2 separate regions of the Nothobranchius furzeri genome follow, and region 1 is linked to region 2. The links are chromatin contacts, called in public Micro-C maps. All regions are on one chromosome and are shown on one strand. Each heading gives the region's core, a stretch centred on a gene start, on an enhancer-like site or on the middle of the called end of the contact. The rest is flanking DNA. Distances are from core to core; before and after follow the strand shown. Region 1 holds the start of enc3 (ectodermal-neural cortex 3). Region 2 overlaps arhgef18b (rho/rac guanine nucleotide exchange factor (GEF) 18b).

Region 1 (5,850 bases), core at 3,165-5,664, 43 kb after region 2:
GAAACTGTGATTCATGTTCTTTTCGTAATGCGATCAGTGACCGAGTAGCCCCATTGCCTGCATTGGTCACTAAAGGAAATGGAAGAGAAAACATTCTGATCACAAAAAATAATTATTATTAATGGCCTCGCCCACCTTGGCTTGTGACCAAGGAAAGGAGAGAGCAGAGTGTGGCTAGTGGAAGCTAATCATTAGCAGCCAACTCCAAAACACGGTGAACACATCCAGGCTGGTGTTATTTGTGGAGATGAAACATCAACAATGTATTTTTACCCAATAAAGTAGAGCGAATGGAAGCAGTGGAAATGTTGCACTGATGTTAGCCAATCAGAGTTGAGGCATTTGCTTATCATGAATATTAATAAGTAAGAACAGAAGCCCCCCACCCCCACCCAAAAAATAACTTCTACCCACTGAAACAGGAGCGCCAAACCATTCCGCCCCCCATAGAGAACGACACACAAAGCATTCATTAATACTAGAGCCCTGAGGAGATTTACTGAACAAAACGAGTGAATGACGAGTCAAGAAAAAAAGTGAACTTGCATGAAAATTTGGAGATTTTACTTCATTAATGAACATTTAAGGTCTTGCTGGCGATCTCAAAATGTATGATCTCAGTCTTATACTAAACTATGACACAACCCTTCTGCTAGGTTCCTGTCTAATAAAGACTGGTCAAGAGGGTTGAGGCTGGTCCTGAACAGCACCTTGCTGGCTTGACTCCTGATACTACAAGCACAGACCTGAACCCCCGACTCTGCATGGCACTCTAGTCGGCGACAGAGGCTTCATCTCGCAGCTCAGGCTTTGTAATTATCAGCACCACAGACATTCCTTTTGCTCTATAAACCCGGACTCCAACGTGTTTATCTAGCACCCAGCACTTAGAAAATCTTTAACAACCGTTACCCTAGCAACCATGAAAACATTTGGAGGCTTTAAACTGGCCGCATGGGGTTCAAAGTGTCACTTGCGTGGGCCTATAGCTACGCAACAGTGTGGTAAGAGCAGATTTATGTGACGCCTCTTTTTATGGCGAGCTCCCATATATTACCTGACAGTACAACATAACTAACATCTGGTCTTATGTGTCAGTTAAAGGAAGCTACAATTACTCACCTAGAAACACAAGTGTCCATGTGTGTCTATGACAGGAGGTACTTCCATGTGCTGACAAAGGCAGTAGGAATGAGTGAGTAGGGCACGCTGGTCACACTGTCCCAGGAGTCTGATGATGGATCGTAACAGTCTAGTGTCTTGCACCTCTGAGCCCCAAAGTAGCCTCCAACCACATACAGTCTGTTTCCTGATGCCACAGCATGACAGCTGATCCGCTTGGCTGTTACATCACCAAACTTTGACCACTGATACGTTTCGCTGTTGAACCGGTATGCAGAGCTGGCCGAGAATTCAGTGTCGCCTCCGATTACAACAACATGGTTACCGACTACAGCTGCCGCCGTGTACCGCCATAGCTGCGGACAAGCAGCTGGGACGGACCACCGATTCTGACAGGGGTCAAAGCACTGCACCTTGGGATATTTGTCTCTGTTGACACTGGTGCCGCCAAAGGCGAAGAGTTTGTTTTTGGCACCGACAACGGCAGCATTACTCACCCCTTCTCGAAGCGGGGCAACAAGAGTCCACTTATTGGTCTGAGGGTCATACTGTTCTACCTGCTTTAGAGACACAGATGGAGAGGCGGGGAAGGACCCCGCCAGAGAAGTGTGTCCTCCCACCACATAAAGCATATGGTCGAGTTCTGCAGAACCGTGTCCAAATCTGGCAACCAACATCTGAGCTGCTTTTGACCACTCGTCATGTAACGTGTCGTAGACCCAGACATCCTTGGAGGCTCCATTCTCAGAACCACGGCCTCCAGTAACATAAACCTAAAGCAGAAGGACAGGAAAATATTTTTTTTCGTCACCAAACATTTTACAAGATGATTATATTGCAGTTGGCATCACAAACATACCTTGCAACCAATAGCGCAAGCACTGCACTCTTTCCTTGGGCTAGGGATGTCCGTTTTGGGGGTGATTTCCTTGGTCTTGTTATCAATCATGTAGACTTTATCACACATGAAAGTCTGTCCACCCAGCAGAAGCAGAGCCTGACTGACTTTTCTTGGCCGAGCACAGAACCCCGTTACAATCCCGTCATTCTGAAGGATCTTCATTTTACACCGAACAGCGTCTTCAACAATCTCTCGACCCACCTTGTGGCAAATCACCAGCTCCTCTGAAGCAACATTGTTCAGTAGGTAGGACTCTGGCAGCAGTGCCAGGCGGACACAACGTAGCAGCTCAGGTAGCTCATTGTGTCTTCGCTCCATGTCCGCCTTCACCCAGTCGATAACGGCCTCATACACCAGGCTCTCGTCCTCCACCTCCAGTTCCTCACTGAGGATCAGCTCCTGGACTTTGTCTTTGGGCAGGCTGAGGAAATCTTCTGTTCTGAAGAGAGTAGAAAAGTTTCCAAGGCACATCCTCCAGGACAGCTCATACAGTCTCTGGCACTGGTGGGCATCTGATAGCAGCATCATCCCAAGGCAGTTGGATGGATGGAGGTTCTTTTCAAGGAACTCTGCCGCTGCATCCCTGATGTCGTGGAACTGAAGCATGTCCCCAGCTTCCAGAAGTGACTCTGCATTCTCCTCATTGATGATAACTCTGGCTGAGTATGTGTAGTCGAGTAGGAGCTCCAGCACCTCAGGGTGGAGGGAGTCGTGGAAGTTGACATCGGCATCGCGGCTCTCCCGGAGTCCACCACTAAACATGGCCTCGAAGTACCGGCTGCAGGAGGCGAGGACAGCCCGGTGACAGTGGAAGGAGCGGTTTCCAGCTTTCAGCACAACATCTGTGAAGACTCTTCGCTTGCGCAGCAGGTTGAGTTGAGTCAACAAGCTGTCAGCATGGGAAGTTTTGTGGAACAGTTGGATGTTCATGGAGCCAGAGCTGGAGCGAGACTTTCTGTTTTCGTGGCTGGTGACGGACATCTTGACTTCGACCTATATGGCAAAAAAGAAGCAGTTGGAAAGAGGCAATGCTTCACATCACGTTGAGCCAACAGTTTGATTCCTAACACAGCTGGAGAGAAAGGTGGTTTTCTAAACATGCCCCTCACTTGGAGTGAACGTTACCAGACTTTTATTCTGAATGAACAAAACCAGCAGCTGCTAAATGATTGTTCCAAACTAAGACTTTTATCAGTTCAGCGGAAATGAACTTTAAACAGCAGGCAGATGAAAGAAGATCAGATAAGGAGGTCTTCAAAGGAAACACGTTGCGTATACTCTGTCATAAAGATGTATGCTGGAAAAATCAATAAAACATACATCACTGTCAGAACTAGCTGAACCTAAGCTGACTGGACAACTCTGTAACCAATGTTAAGCAAAGAAGCAACACCTGGGCGTGCTATCCTGAATCACATCTTAGGGCCCCTATAAACAATTCAGGGCTGTGAGTCACCTCCAACTAAAGAAAAGCCAATAAATTCCTACCAGCTCACTCTGTTCCTCAGCTGGCTCACATGCAAGATGGTGCCAAGAGCAAAGCTTCCAAGCCCACATATTGATGTGACACCCCAAAGCACCTCCTTAAGGATACACTTATGCAACCAGACTGGAACAGATTAAAACAGAATCCTTCAGATCATCTACTGAAGGTTTGTGTACACTCACAGCTCCTGTAATAAGTAGGAAGGCATGATTTAATGAGATTTAAACCTATATTTAGAGCACGTCTATGTGCTGAACCAGATAGACCTGATCGTTTCACAAAAATAACCGTCAGCAAAGGGGTTGCACAAAGCAGTCTATTAGAACATGACCAAATAAATCACTTCCGCTTTGAAGCCTCTATTGTTTCAAAGTAGATAAATTTAAGTCGCCTATTGAGTTCCGCTGAAAGAGGACGGTGGACTTCCGTGGAGGAACTTAGCGTGAAATCCAACTTGTTTTGTGCAGTAAACTCTGGTCAGCGTTTCAGCCTGCGCTCAACTTTCCTCCAAAGTTAGCAGCAGTCGGAAAACATCCAGCCTGCTGCTCGTGACATCCGACTTCAAAGGCTCCCGGATTACACCCTGTAACGGAACTCCTCACACTTCGGAAACGAAAGAACCGTCACAAAAGCACAACTCCTCGTGGTCCACACTTTTAGGAGGATTACGCGTCTAATGCTTACCTTGAAAGGGACAGCAGGGCCGAACCGGATTCCTTTATCTCGGCTACAACTTCGTCGTCGATTCTGTTTGAAGTTGCGCCGCAGTTTAGACAAATCTGCCTTCCGAGTTTAAAGCGAAGCTCCGAACTAAACAGCTAAAAAACATGTGGGCCATTGGTCTATCCTCGAGCTCTGAGCGTGTCCGCGGACGAACAATGAGAAAAGTTAGTAGCCGTGTGTTTTACGGTCTAAAGCCACAAGCCTACGAAGAGAGCGGAGAGAAAAGAACCAAGGCAGCCGTTGTGTTGTTCTGACCCCGCCTACTCTTGCTGCTAATAGCCAATCAGCTGAAAGCATCCGCTGCATTTTGCTGATACCGCCCATTTCTACTGTTATTGACCAATCAGCTGAAGTTCCCTTGAAAAGCCTTTTCTTTATTGTCCCAAACAAATGCCATGAATCACCCCCAAAACACCTGCCAGACTCAGCCTAGTGAACTGGCTTGCCAGGCTACTGCCAGACTATCTGCCCACATGAACGCAACAATCACTTCAGTTCAACACTTCTGAGGGGAAATTGTTTTAATTCAACATTGAGATCTTGTTGGCTGAGACAAAGCAGAGTAAAACAACATGAAATGTGCTGAAAATCCATTTGCAAGCATGCAAGAAGTCCCTAATAGTGTTAAGAAGTTGAAGCAACATATTGTTACTCAGTTGTTGTTTGAATAAAGTTCAAATATCTATCTATCTATCTATCTATCTATCTATCTATCTATCTATCTATCTATCTATCTATCTATCTATCTATCTATCTATCTATCTAGCTATATATCTATATCTATATATCTATATCTATATATCTATATCTATATCTATCTATCTATATATATATATATATATATATATATATATATATATATATATATATATATATATATATATATATATATATATATATATATATATATATATTTATATATACCGGTATATGTAATCGCAAGTTTGCAGGTTTGATCCTGGCTCCGGACCGAGAATTCTGCTGTTGTGTCTTTGGGCAAGTCACTTAACCCCCCTTGCCTGCTGGTGGTGGTCGGAGGGACCGGTGACACCTGTGCCTGGCAGCCTCGCCTCCATCAGCATGCCCCAGAGCAGCTGTGGATACAATGTAGCTCATCACCATCAGTGTGTGAATGTGTGTGTGTGAATGGATGAATGATACTCTCTCGTGTAAGGAGTTGGAGTCCTCTGACTCTGAAAGGCGCTGTACAAGTGCAGGTAATTTATTATTTCTATATATTTCAAAATTGAACTTTATTCCAATAACAACAGAGTAAAGCTAACACCATGTTGCAATGATGACACAGACACACCAAGAGACTCCCATGGTGAAAGCTGTATAATTTTCACTCTTATAATCACAGCAGATTGCATTTTAGTCAGAACACTAAGCATGATGTTGCACATGTAGCTGAGACACTAATAGTCTGGTCTGCAGCAGTGGATTAGAAAGGCAAGATCCTGTTCAACACGCCCATCATCACTATCCTCAGACAGTTGCAGTCTCACAGAAATGTTAATAAATTATTTAGAATTTTCGAGCCAACTGTTAAAATATGCTCTCTGTGCATTTTTTAACCCGGCGTGAGTAACTAAAATATGCATTAAAGCCTTGACTG
Region 2 (5,134 bases), core at 183-2,682:
GAGGCGAGAGGCAGGCTCCTCCACACTGCCTCTGAAGACAGAAGTGCCTCTCCATCTTTTCAGCACCACCAACCAGCAGCACAAACCTGTTGGGGTGCAGCAGCAGATCCCAACCAAACTGGCAGCAATCAACAGTGGCAAAGGAAAAGGGGGGAAGAGCGGAAAGGCCTCACACCGCACTGACAGCACAGGTAAGGACCCAGGGTCTGTCTCTTAAAGAGTATCTTCTCTGAGAAACTTCTTGGTTTTGAAATATGATCAGTCGCTCTGAGTTTAACATGTAATCTTCTGCCCGTGTGTTGTTGATTTGGCGTCCAGGAGACCGCAGTGCACGTCTCGCAAGTAGAAGCTAACTGCTAGCTTTAACAACTCCACAAAATGGCAAAATTTTCTGTTAGCCAATCAGAGGCAAGCTTTCTGATTATTGTGAATAATAGTGAGCAAGATTCCTATTCCTGCCTTTTTCTGCCCCCCCGCTCGAACCCATTTCTGTTGGCTGACTTCTACTTCCTGAAACAGGAGTGCCCGAGCTTTTTTCTACAGAAAGCAACCCTAAGTCATTCTTTTATACTAGAGACCATGGCAAACGTATTGAAGAAACAAGAGACGGAGCTTTATTTACACCAGTAAGAGCTGACTTTAGAGCATCTTTACAAGATCCCTCAGGCTAGAATCCTGAATGAAGGAGTAAAGGACGCAAGAAACTACTCCGAAAATTCCGTTTTTGGCACCTTTTACTTCCCTGCAGGTTTGGCAACAGTGTTGCTGTCAATCCCGTCAGCCTGTGGGAAACATGGGTGTTTATCAAAGAGGCAAACAAGTTTTGAGTTGCTCTTTGAAATGACACCAAATATGTGAAGAAGAATGTTATGAGATGCGTGTCTGGGCCTGCTTTGGGTCACCTTGGATGACTCTTAGATCACTGGTGTGCTTTCGTTCCTAGACTTTGCTTCCTTTAGGCTGTTTTCTGGGGTGGAGCTGATACCTTCAAGACCAACTTAACACTACAACCTTAGTAGAAAACACATGAACTTTAGTTTCTGCAGGAGACTGGTGTCCGTGGGTTCCCCCCTCCCACCCACATACAGTTGTAAGATGTTGTCCTGTTCAGTCACTTTGGTTTAAAACAACAATCTAATATTTTGTCATCTCTTTCTAACCTCGTAGCCTCTGTTGATATGAAGCAGATGCTTCCTTTGAAACTGTCCTCCAGAGAGGACAACGTCCTGAAAGCCAAGCGCTCCATCAGCCCCCACCAGCAGACGCCCTCGGCGGCCTCTCCTCAGTCCCACTCCCTGCACCAACACTCAGGTACCGTTCTGCACCTGATCTGGACAAACCCAAACACGATCGGTCCATGTGTGCATTTGCCTGCTGTGTTTAGTAACATCGGTTCTCACAGACACAGAATTCCTCACCTGGGCAAAGCGGACCCCGCCCTCTCACATTCCTCTCTAAAGCTGGCCTAGCTGGCTTTGCTGGCCTCACCCTGTGTAAACACCCATCAGTTTCACATGCTTCCCTCTGATTGATGACCACCTGTACTGCTGACACACAGTTTAATCCTGTTTTCTCACAATTACTGCTAATGGTGAACGATCATGTAATTGATAGCAGTTTGGATTAATAACCCAACACTGCTGACTACTGTGTCCTTTCTAGAGTAATCCCTTGTCCTCATTGATGTTCCTTTCTGTGTCTGACAGATCAACTGAGTCCTCCAGACAGCCTCGGACTAGACGCTCCCCATCCTCCAAATGTGCAGAAGCCCCCCATGCCGATCCACCCCCCTCCCTCCATGCCTCCCCAGTGTCAGGGCTCTGATCCCATCCAGCTGCAGCCGACGAGCCATGGCCCAAACACACAGGTTCACGGGCTGAGCCACAGCAAACCACCTCCTTACTCCATCGCCACAGACGACCTCAATAAGGAGGACGTCATATTTTTTTAATGAAGAAGCAGAAGCAGCACTGATTTTAAAACAAAACAAGCACAGGACATCCACTGATCCCAAGTGAACCACAAGGCCTGATCAGTGACGGCACGGTTAATTTGTCCACACAGAGCAGCGGCTCAATGAAAGGCTCAACATTTCCGTTTGGACACATTGACTTCGTATTTCTATCTAAACTGCCTTTATTTAAAATTTAGGTAGTTTTTTTAATCAAAGCTTAATTATGGGGTGGAAATCTGGAGTAAAACAAAGGTGTCTTGTTGTGTTTTTGTTTGTTTTTAACCCAAAGACAACAAAAGAACTGAAGAGGATGTTTCTAAAAGAAGACTCCTTTTATCTTTTAATGAAGAAGGTGAGTTCAGCGATGGATAGTTGCTCTTCGCAGTTTGCTTCTGCAGGACCGGAGACTTTTATCCAAGCCTGTTTGAACTTTCGTTTGCACAAATGTAAAAATACTCCATTCCAAGCTAATGAAGGTACTTTAACGTGGAAAATATGTAAAATGCGATTGTACGGCTGTCCATACTGCGAAGCTTCATTTGATTTTGATTTTTGTTTGTTGGTCTTAATCATAATTATTTGGTAAGAACTGATTGTAGTTTCCACTTTTGTTGAATTGTTAGACTGTTCTACTTTATTTCAATTAAATGAATATATTGGCCTTTTAATGTTTAACTGTTGCCCTAAAAAGAAAACATAAAACAGAAATTACAGTTGCAGGAGGAGTGTTTTATTTTTTTTGGCACATGACGAAAATCAACTAATTTAGGGGGCTTTTATATTAATGTTTTCTTTTTTTTTATGTTTAGGCACAAAGAAAACAATAAATTGGTTTGAGTTTGTCTGAACTGGGGAAGCATTTCCCAAAATCCTTGCTTTAAGTATCTCATCATCATGGACACCAGGACAGTTGTTTGTTTAAATGATGCACTAGTTAACCCACATTTAAGGTGGCTGATGGTGCAGCAGGAAACACGTGGGAGACGACACTTTCTATCCTCTTGGCTGTTGGAGCATTAATATTCCAGCTGGTGCTTGTGTCCTCCAGCCGAACTCTAAACTGTCCCTGATGGACAGTTTGTGTTTTTATAAAATCTTTTGTCACTGGAATAGGTTTCTGTGATCTGACGTATGCAGGCTAACCAATCGGCTGACTGATGGTACATTTCTACTACGTAAAGTTGTCACTTTAACTGAGGTTCGAAGGTTTGGACGACAGTTTGATTTGTTGATTGATGACATTTTATCAGCTGGATTTTTAAAGTTCAAAAAGGGTCCTGTGTCATTTTCAAGTTTATGATTTAGATTTGTCAGATTTTTGTTTCCCTGCATAAAGATGTTGACACGTAAGCATTTAGTTTTGTCTACATGGAGGTTTTTGTTCATTTCATGTTGTGTATTATGTTAGTTTGGCTTCCTTCTGCGGTCTTTTAACAAACTTGTGAAGATGTGAAAATCAAGCAGATGTCCGTTTGGATATTTGTGTATGTTAACCACACACAATCTGGTGTGTGTGTGTGTGTGTGTGTGTAAGCCTCCTGGCAGGTAATGAAACCATAATCATTTGTTGCTGATGAACTGAAACTGAATGTGGATATTTTGAATCTAACGTGTGTTTAAGTTGTTGCACTGAAGTTGGGCGCGCTGTCTTTTGGCTCCTTGGAAAAATCTGTAAATGATGTTTCACCATGATTATGCAGCAGTTAAAACATAATTATCTGCTTTTTGTCCTCTGGTTTGAACCAAAGACACATGGAGCTTTGCATGGATGACGAAGGATATTGTGCTGGTTGTGTGGTTAAACACGAGGCCTTTTATCTGCAGGGAGGGTCAACAACAATCCTTTTTGGGGGAAATGTTTTTCTCCTCTGTCACAAACGTCTCAAATGCAGGGCAGACATGACTAGGTTGTAAACATTCAGCAGTAAAATAAGTTTAATCAAAGGTGTGTAACTGCAGGAGACCACCATTATGAACTCTAGTGCGTGCACGTGTGTCTTCATGAATGGAATCAATATTCCAGAACCTGTAAAGAGCGAGCACACAACAAGAGATGACAGCTGTCGAGCATCTCACGATGGAAACGCTGAACGTTGAGATGTGACTCTCAAACCTCATTGCCCCGGGGTCAAATGCCTGCATGGGTACATTTTCTTGCTTTGAAGTTTTCCACCCTGAAGGAGAGGGGGATTGTGTGACAGGAAAACTTGTGCAAGAGCACTTTAGTTCTGCTCCAGACTTTTCTCAAACCTCAGCAGGTGGAGGCTTTCAACGGCGCTCTAATGAAGTCTTAAATGTTGCATTGCTGCACTGAAAAGCTTAATGTGTTAAGCCGTTGTATAATTCAGAAGGCTGTCAGTCTCATCTGTCTGCACGCGTGTGTGTGCGCGTGCATGTGTGTGTGTGTGTACACGTGTGTTTTCTGTTTCCTCTCCTCACACACTTGCTGGACCTGTAAAATGTAAATAATCACAAATGTTTCCTCTGCCAATTTTACACTAGTCACTTTGGAAAGTAGCTACTTGAAGGGGAAAGTGAATGATTTTGATGCTTGTCTGTAAACTTCAGTGTGACATCTGTAGCAAAACAGCAAAACTGATCATTTTTGTACTGTTTTTGTTTTATTCACAATACAACAGTAGAGACCTGTGAGCACAAACGGCTGCCTTAGACAAATGTAGTAATAATAAAAAAGCTGTAAATTATTTGGTGTCTGAATGTGTTTATTTTAAAACACCGAATAATTCCCTTAGAACTAATTAGTGTGATTCTGACTTGATTTTCAGATTTGTTTATTCTTTTAAATTCAGACCACCCAATTAGGCAGCTGACTCGTCACTGGTCAGTGTACTGGAGGTGCGAGGGGTGTCATAGACCCCATGGTTACACGGCCTAATAACAGCCTGCTCCCAGACAATGCTCTGTTTTCTGGCCTTGTTGTGGTCGTTCAATCCCTCTGAACCTTCTGAACAGTTCCTGCTCCTTTGTCCTCCTGGCAGGGCAGACGCTACTGCAGCGACCACGTTTTATTGTCTGCTGTCATTAGAGGCTTTCCTCTGTCTCCTCAACAATTATTTTTTCCAGGCTGCTTCCTCCCTCCCCTCCATCCTCTTTGTCTCTGTCTCATTCTTTCCACTGTTCTGCCCATTTCGTCTCGCCTCCGATCATGTACCTCAGCTC

What was found. A called contact is a pair of places that touch in the nucleus more often than the background predicts.
Region 1: a Micro-C map of tail fin shows a contact between it and region 2, with 4 times the contacts expected there. The contact joins the promoter of enc3 here to the enhancer-like site in region 2. A contact is called at or near these places in 2 of 2 Hi-C or Micro-C datasets (skeletal muscle and tail fin).

The regions. Positions count from the first base shown.
Region 1 is chr8:58,295,045-58,300,894 of NfurGRZ-RIMD1, forward strand. enc3 (ectodermal-neural cortex 3) reads right to left here and starts at 4,415. Exons shown (of 4, transcript XM_015970536.3): 1 at 4,194-4,415; 2 at 1,982-3,016; 3 at 1,123-1,895. The coding sequence starts at 3,004. The coding sequence ends at 1,149.
Region 2 is chr8:58,255,474-58,260,607 of NfurGRZ-RIMD1, forward strand. arhgef18b (rho/rac guanine nucleotide exchange factor (GEF) 18b) reads left to right here. Exons shown (of 31, transcript XM_054752362.2): 29 at 1-191; 30 at 1,168-1,311; 31 at 1,707-2,722. The coding sequence ends at 1,951. Among protein-coding and RNA genes, the nearest start is that of enc3, 41 kb to the right of the region's middle. Within about 2 kb of position 1,433, at least 1 of the 3 cell types and tissues checked has an H3K27ac peak or open chromatin away from gene starts, as enhancers often do. A contact at or near this core is called in tail fin, where this site is marked.